Linked DNA regions of Callithrix jacchus: region 1 is linked to region 2. A link is a contact called in public Hi-C data. All regions are on one chromosome and are shown on one strand. Each heading gives the region's core, a stretch centred on a gene start, on an enhancer-like site or on the middle of the called end of the contact. The rest is flanking DNA. Distances are from core to core; before and after follow the strand shown.

Region 1 (3,555 bases), core at 316-2,815, 200 kb before region 2:
GTGGGAGATGCCTGCTTCAGGCCTCAGAATCACTCTCGGAGTTAGATATTTAAGAATCTTTCCTGTCTTGACAGCCAGTCTGTGAAATGATGGGTGAGGTGGGCCCTTCTTGGTGGTAGATGCAGGTTAGAGATGGAGGAGGGTCCTGCCTGACTTTTTTCTGGGGTGGAGGGGCTAGAGGAAAGCTAGAGGTAATTAAGCCCAGGTTGTGGTAATGGTGGTGGGGGTTTCCCTCTGTGAAGTAAAGAGATTGTGAAGGAAAGAAGCGAATGTGGGCCGGTGTGTAATCCCAGCACTTTGGGAGGCCGAGGTGGGCAGATCACCTGAGGCCAGGTGTTCAAGACCAGCCTGGCCAACATAGTGAAATTCCATCTCTACCAAAAATACAAAAATTAGCTGGGCGTGGTGGTGCGCACCTGTAATCCCAGCTACTTGGGAGGCTGAGGCAGGAAAATTGCTTGAACCCAGGAGGCAGAGGTTGCAGTGAGCTGAGATCATGCCACTGCATTCCAGCCTGGGAGACAAACTGAGAGACTCCGTCTCAAAACAAAAACAACAACTAAAAAAGAGAATATGAATCATTTTTTGTACTCGCACAGACTTTGATATTTTACAAGCCTTAGCTTCAAGCCTGTTGAGGAAGTAAAACCAAAGCTGGAGTCAAGCCCCTAACTTGGTCGTTATTTGCTTTGTGACTTTGCATAAGTTCCTTCCCTTTCCTGGGTTTGCCATTTGTGCAGTTGGGAGGTGGGTTTATTATCAAAAATCTGAAGGTATCTCTTAGTCTTCACTTATTAAGTATTGTACTTTAGATCTGGATGGAGATTTGTGAAGGCAAGGAGATTGAAGACATGTCCTCATAAGAGGGAGAAAATTTGAGCTGGTTCCAGGGTAAGCAGAGAGGAGGTGCTGTTGCCAGAGCATGCCCTCAAGGTCGTGGGAGAAGTTTCTCCTGAGGTCGGAATGTGGATGTGGCTCAGAGAGGGGGACCTGGAGGGAAGGGTGTCACTTGGAAGGGACCCTACCCCACTTGGCTTTCCAACTCAGTGGGGTGACTGTCAGGACCGTGCAATCAGATCACGGGGCGGCTCCGCGATGGACCTGATTCAACTCCTTTTCTTAGTCCAGCCCCTTCCCGCTCGAGCCCCGCCCTAACCCAACCCCTAAACTGTCACTCCAAGATCTCACCCCATTCTGGTCACTCCATTGCTCTGCTTCCTCTCCTGTGACAACCAGCCAGGCTACGCCCCATCACTCCATGGGCCCACCTCCTCTCCTGTCACGCCTGGCCCACCCCTCCTCTGTCATTCCACGGCCCCACCCTCTCCCTTGTCACGCCAGGCCCCGCCCCTTCTGCTTTCACTCGAGGGCGTCTCTCCTTCGGGCAAGTCAGCTCTGCCCCTGTCCTTCGACTTTTTCTCATAGTATTTCTGTCCTTGCTCACCCCGATCCCGCCCCCACCAGGGATGGCCCCACCCCTCGTGCCACGCCCAAAGCCAATTAAGCCACGCCCTCACTCGCCAGGCCCCTCCTCTCCCAGGAGGCCCCGCCTCTAGGTCGGCCTGTTTTCCTCGTCCCGGCACCCGCTGCGACCGCAAAGGCGGTCACGGCTCTAGGAATTTGACGCGATGGGGCTTCCCGAGGAACGGGGCCGGAGCGGCAGCGGGAGCCGGGCCCAGGAGGAAGCTGGAGCCGGCGGCCAGGCGCGGAGTTGGTCTCCGCCGCCCGAGGTCAGCCGCTCCGCGCACGTCCCCTCCCTGCAGCGCTACCGCGAGCTGCACAGGCGCTCCGTGGAGGAGCCGCGGGGTGAGGCCCGGCCCGGGCGGGCCTGGGGGTGTCAGCGAGGAGAGGAGCGGCGGCTCCCTGGGGGAGTCGCGGGCTCTCCTGGGAAGCTGAGGTGTCCGTGAGAAGACGGAGGGACAAGGGATTCCTTGAGGAGAGGACGGTTCCCTGGGAGCTGGGGAGTTCCCTGGACGCTTGGAGGGTCGGTGGGGAGATGACGCGGGATTCCGCGAGGGAAGAAGTGAGGTTCCTTGGGGTTGGGACGGGGAGGTCGGCCAGGAAAGTAAAGGTTTGCTGGGAAGAGAAGGGAGTCCCTGAGGCGAAAAGAGGGTCTCTAGGGGGCGACGGGAGCCTTGAGGAGAAGAGGGCCGCGAGCAGAACTCTCTTTGCCTCCTTTTCACAGCAGCTCAGCCACTGCCTCCTGAGACCTCTAACCCTGAACTGCTGAGGGCAATAACGGGTCTGGGTCCCATCTTGGGATCCTCAGATTGGTAATGGGGTCCCAGAGCTGTTTTTAGCATATCCGACATCCTGACGGAAATTGCACGGTGTAAGACTGAACGGGTTATTACCATGTCAGGTTTGTCTGTTTTTGTTTTGAGACGGAGTTTCCCTCTTATCGCCCAGGCTGCAGTGCAATGGCGCGATCTCAGCTCACCACAACCTCCCCCTCCCAGGTTCAAGCGATTCTCCTGCCTCAGCCTCCCAAGTAGCTGGAATTACAGGCATGCGCCACCATGCCCGGCTAATTTTGTATTTTCGGTAGAGACGTGGTGGCTCACGCCTGTAATCCCAGCACTTTGGGAGGCCGAAGCGGGCGGATCACTTGAGGTTGGGAGTTCGAGACCAGCCTGATCAACATGAAGTTTGTTTTTTCTAATTTGGGCTGGGATTGTATTAATAATAATTTAAAAGTTCTGATAGATGGTTCCATGTCTGTTAAAATGTATGATGAAAATAAGCTAATTTTGTATTTTTAGTAGAGACGTGGTGGCTCACGTCTGTAATTCCAACACTTTGGGAGGCCAAGGCGGGCGGATCACTTGAGGTCAAGAATTTGAGACCATCCTGGCCGACATGGTGAAACCCCATCTTACTAAAAATACAAAAATTAGCTGGGCATGGTGGCACGTGCCACCATGGGGTGCCTGTAATTCCAGCTACTCAGGAGGCTGAGACAGGAGAATTGCTTGAACCTGGGAGGCGGAGGTTGCAGCGAGCTGAGATAGCATTACTGTACCCAGCCTGGGTAACAGAGCAAGACTCCGTCTCAAAAAAAAAAAAAAAAAAAAAAATGAGGAAAATCCCCTACCGTCATCCTCAGTCTGGGTAAAGGAGTCCATATATATATATATATATATATATATATATAATTTTTTAAATTTTGGAGACAAGGTCTCACTGTGTCACCCAGGCTGGAGTGCAGTTGGCCGATCTAGGCTCACTATGGCCTCCAACTTCTGGGCTCATGTGATCTTCCTGCCTCAGCCTCCTGGGTAGCTGGGACTACAGGCCCACGTCGTGATGCCCAGCTAATTTTTTATATTTTTTGGAGAGATGGGGTTTTGCCATGTTGCCCAGGCTGGTCTCAAACTCCTGGCCTCGGTCCTTCCTCCCACCTTAGCCTCCCAAAGTGCTGGGATTACATGCGCATGAGCCACTGCGCCTGGCCAAGGAGTTAAATTGCACGCCCATTGGGAGGCAGCATGATGTTTGGTTGTGGGACAAGCATGGGCCAGGAATCAAATCCAGAAAAATCTAGATTTACACCCT
Region 2 (3,705 bases), core at 297-2,796:
TCTCATCTTCATCTTACAAGTGAGGAAACTAAGGCACAGAAAGGTAACCTGCCCAACCAAGAGAGAGGAGCAGGGCTTTGAACCCAGGCCTGACTCCAGAGTCCCTCTTAACCATGACGCTCTACATTGGCAAACCAGATCCAGTCTCTGCACCCGCTGGAAGTCAGCCTAATGTGGGAGACAGGCGAGAAAAAGGCAGACAACAAAGAAATATGAAATTATAGACTAAGAAAGTAACGTAAACGAAACCAATGCGCGGCTGTGACAGAATAACAACGGGGACCTACTTTAGAAAGGAGGAAGAGAGAGTGTCAAGGAAAGGCCTGAGAAAATGACATTTATGATAACGCTTGGGAACCGTCTGGGGGCTGCAATGATGACCCCCTCCCCCACGCCCAATACACGGGAGAAACTCGAGGCCCATAGAGACTAAAACAAACTCGCCAGGGTCTCCCAGACATGCAGACGTGGCGCAAGGGAGGGAGGATCCAGAAACCGGGCCCAGGGTTCGTACACGCCATCAGTGCCCACAGCAGCCCAGCCCCGCTCGGCTACTGACAAGGGACATCAAGCCAGCTGCTTTCCACGGCCCCGCTGCAGCTGAGAGCGTCCGGGCAGCTCACAGGGAGGCCTTGCGGCCAGCCAAGGGGGGTCTGGCCTGTCCAGCGGCGGCCTGGAAAGGCCTCTTTCCCGGTCCCTGGCCAGCTCCCGCCTGGTCCGCCCCGCCCCGCCCCTCCTGGGCCAGCCTCGTACCTGCACTGCCCGGACCAGACCCCGGCCGGTCAGCTGGCCCTGCCGCAGCTGCAACAGAATGTTCCCGGGCCGCGGCCGGCCGCCCCATCCGCCCCAAGCCGCTACTGTGGCTGCCGACCGTCTGCCTCGGCCGGCTCCGGACCCTGCCACTGCCGGCGCCGCCGCCATGTCTCCTCGTCCGACAAACAGGAAGCAAGCGGCCTCGGGGCCCAGGAGATTTCTACGGGGCGGCGGAGGGGTCGCCGCAGCGCCCCCAGCGGGCCGTCGGCGGAGGCGCAAGCCGCGTGGCACGAACAGTGCGCGTCGTGGGGGCTGCTGGGAAATGTAGTCCTGCGCGGCAGCGGGGCCGGTGGGAAAAAAGATAAGGTCTTTCCGGTACCTCCGGTTTCTCTGGCCCCCGGGCCCAGCATTCAGGCTGAATCTCCCGAGGTCTGAGATCAGTCCCTGCATGCGCACTCTCCCATTTCTCCCCTTCTGTTTGGGGAGGATGCAGGCAGCTGGCTAAGAAATGATCCTGGGCTTCAGGTCAGGAGTCAGGCCCTCGAATCTGATTCTGGCCTGCTTCTCTCTGCCTGTGACTCGCCGCGGACCTCGACCAAGTCATCGCACTCTGCTCCTGCCCCTCAGTGTCCTCATCAGGTCACTCCAGCTATAGGTCCTGGGATCCTGATCAGTCAATCAGTAGTTCCTGGGGCTTTCTTTGCACCCGACACTGAACCATGTCTGGGGAAAGGTGGGGTGTCTGGGATACAGCGGTGAGCAGAACGGCCTAGAACTCTTTATCACGAAATGCAGGTCACAGGGGAAAACAGCAGAAAGAAATGCACAGACTCAAACTGGATAAGTTGTGTAACTGGATAGGTTGTTGTGAAATTAAATGATGGAAGGCAAAGGGTTTAGTAAGTTGTGACATCACATTCTCTGTCAAAGGGAAACCCTGTCCTACTTTCTATCCACCAGATAGCCTGTTGTCTCTACCATGAGCCCACATATTCATTCTTTAAGCTAACTTCTGTGGCAAGATGGCTCTGACTCCTTGCACCCAATGCACACACAATTTTTCCCTTTCTAGCAAGGGGCTTGCCATAAAAATGAAAGAGGGCCAGGCGCGGTGGCTCACGCCTGTAATCCCAGCACTTTGGGAGGCCGAGGTGGGTGGATTGCCTGAGCTCAGGAGTTCGAGACCAGCCTGGGCAACAAGGGGAAATCCCGTCTCTACTAAAATACAAAAAATTAGCCTGGCGTGGCGGCGTGCACCTGTAGTCCCGGTTGCTCCGGAGGTTGAGGCAGGAGAATTGCAAGAATCCGGGAGGCAGAGGTTGCAGTGAGCCAACCACTGCACTCCAGACAGAGCGAGACTCCGTCTCAAATAAAAAAAAAAAAAAAGTGGGGGGGGGGAGCTAAGTGTGATGTAAGAGGGAATGGTGAAGATTGTGACTCAACTAAGATGGCTGTAAATAATTGCTCAGACCAAACACTTTAAAGAATGAAAAGACACAATAAATAATTACATCTGGACAGTAGGCATAAAAGGGACTCTCCCAGGTGAACTGGCACTCTGGTTACCATCCTCACGCCCCATCTAAAAGGAGTGGTCTCACCATCCTTCTTTATAGAACTAGAAAGAAAAAATTCTAAAATTCATATGGAACCAAAAAACAGCCTGCATAGCCAAAGCAAGAATAAGCAAAAAGAATAAATCTGAGGCCAAGCGCAGTGGCTTGTGCCTGTAATCCCAGCACTGGGAGGCTGAGGCAGGTGGATCATCTGAGGTTGGGAGTTTGAGACCAGCCTGACCAATATGGAGAAACCTCGTCTCTACTAAAAATACAAAAATTAGCCGGATGTGGTGGCACATGCCTGTAATCACAGCTACTTGGGAGGCTGAGGCAGGAGAATCGCTTGAACCCAGGAGGGTTGCCATGAGCCGAGATCGCGCCATTGCACTCCACCCTGGGCAGCAAGAGCAAAACTCTGTCTCAATAAATAAATAAATAAATAAATAAGAATAAATCTGGAGGCATCACATTACCTGACTTCAAACTATACTATAAGGCCATAGTCACCCAAACAACATGGTACTGGTATAAAAATAGGCACATAGATTAATGGAACAAAATAGAGAACACAGAAATAAAGCCAAATACTTTTAGCCAACTGATCTTCCACAAAGCAAACAAAAACATAAAGTGGGGAAATGACATCCTTTTCAACAAATGGTGATAACTGGCAAGCCACAAGATAAAACTGGATCCTCATCTCTCACCTTATACAAAAATAAACTCAGCTGGGGGCAGTGGCTCACACCTGTATCCCAGCACTTTGGGAAGCCAAGGCAGGCAGATCACTTGAGGTCAGGAGTTGAAGACCAGCCTGGCCAACATAGTGAAACCCCACCTCTACTAAAAATACAAAAATTAGCTGGACATGGTGGTGGGCACCTGTAATCCCAGCTACTCAGGAGACTAAGGCAGGAGAATCACTCGAACCCAGGAGGCAGAGGCTGCAGTGAGCCATGATCATGCCACTGCACTCCAGCCTGGGCAACAGAGACTCCACCTCAAAAAAATAATAGTAATAATAATAATAAACTCAAAATGAATCAAGGACTTTTAATCTAAGACCTGAAACCATAAAAATTCTAGAAGATAACATTGGAAAAACCCTTCCAGACATTGGCTTAGGCAAATACTTCATGACCAAGAATCCAAAAGCAAATGCAACAAAAACAAAGATAAATAGATGAGACTTAAATAAACTAAATTAATTAAACTAAATTAAAATTAGCAAAAAAAAAAAAAAAACAATCAGCAGAGTAAACAGACAACCTACAGAGTGGGAGAAAATCTTACATCCAACAGAGGACTAATATCTAGAATCTACAAGGAACTCAAACAAATCAGCAAGAAAAAAGCAATCTCATCAAAAAGTGGGCTAAGGGCAGGAAGAGAC

Evidence for each region. A called contact is a pair of places that touch in the nucleus more often than the background predicts.
Region 1: a contact with region 2 is called in a Hi-C map of skeletal muscle, with 2.7 times the contacts expected there. The contact joins the promoter of ACSS2 here to the promoter of TRPC4AP in region 2. A contact is called at or near these places in 2 of 3 Hi-C or Micro-C datasets (both in skeletal muscle).

The regions. Positions count from the first base shown.
Region 1 is chr5:4,421,606-4,425,160 of calJac240_pri, reverse strand. ACSS2 (acyl-CoA synthetase short chain family member 2) reads left to right here and starts at 1,565. Exons shown (of 18, transcript XM_078371061.1): 1 at 1,565-1,730.
Region 2 is chr5:4,219,176-4,222,880 of calJac240_pri, reverse strand. It overlaps TRPC4AP (transient receptor potential cation channel subfamily C member 4 associated protein), which reads right to left and starts at 1,546. Exons shown (of 20, transcript XM_078371060.1): 1 at 754-1,546. The coding sequence starts at 1,203.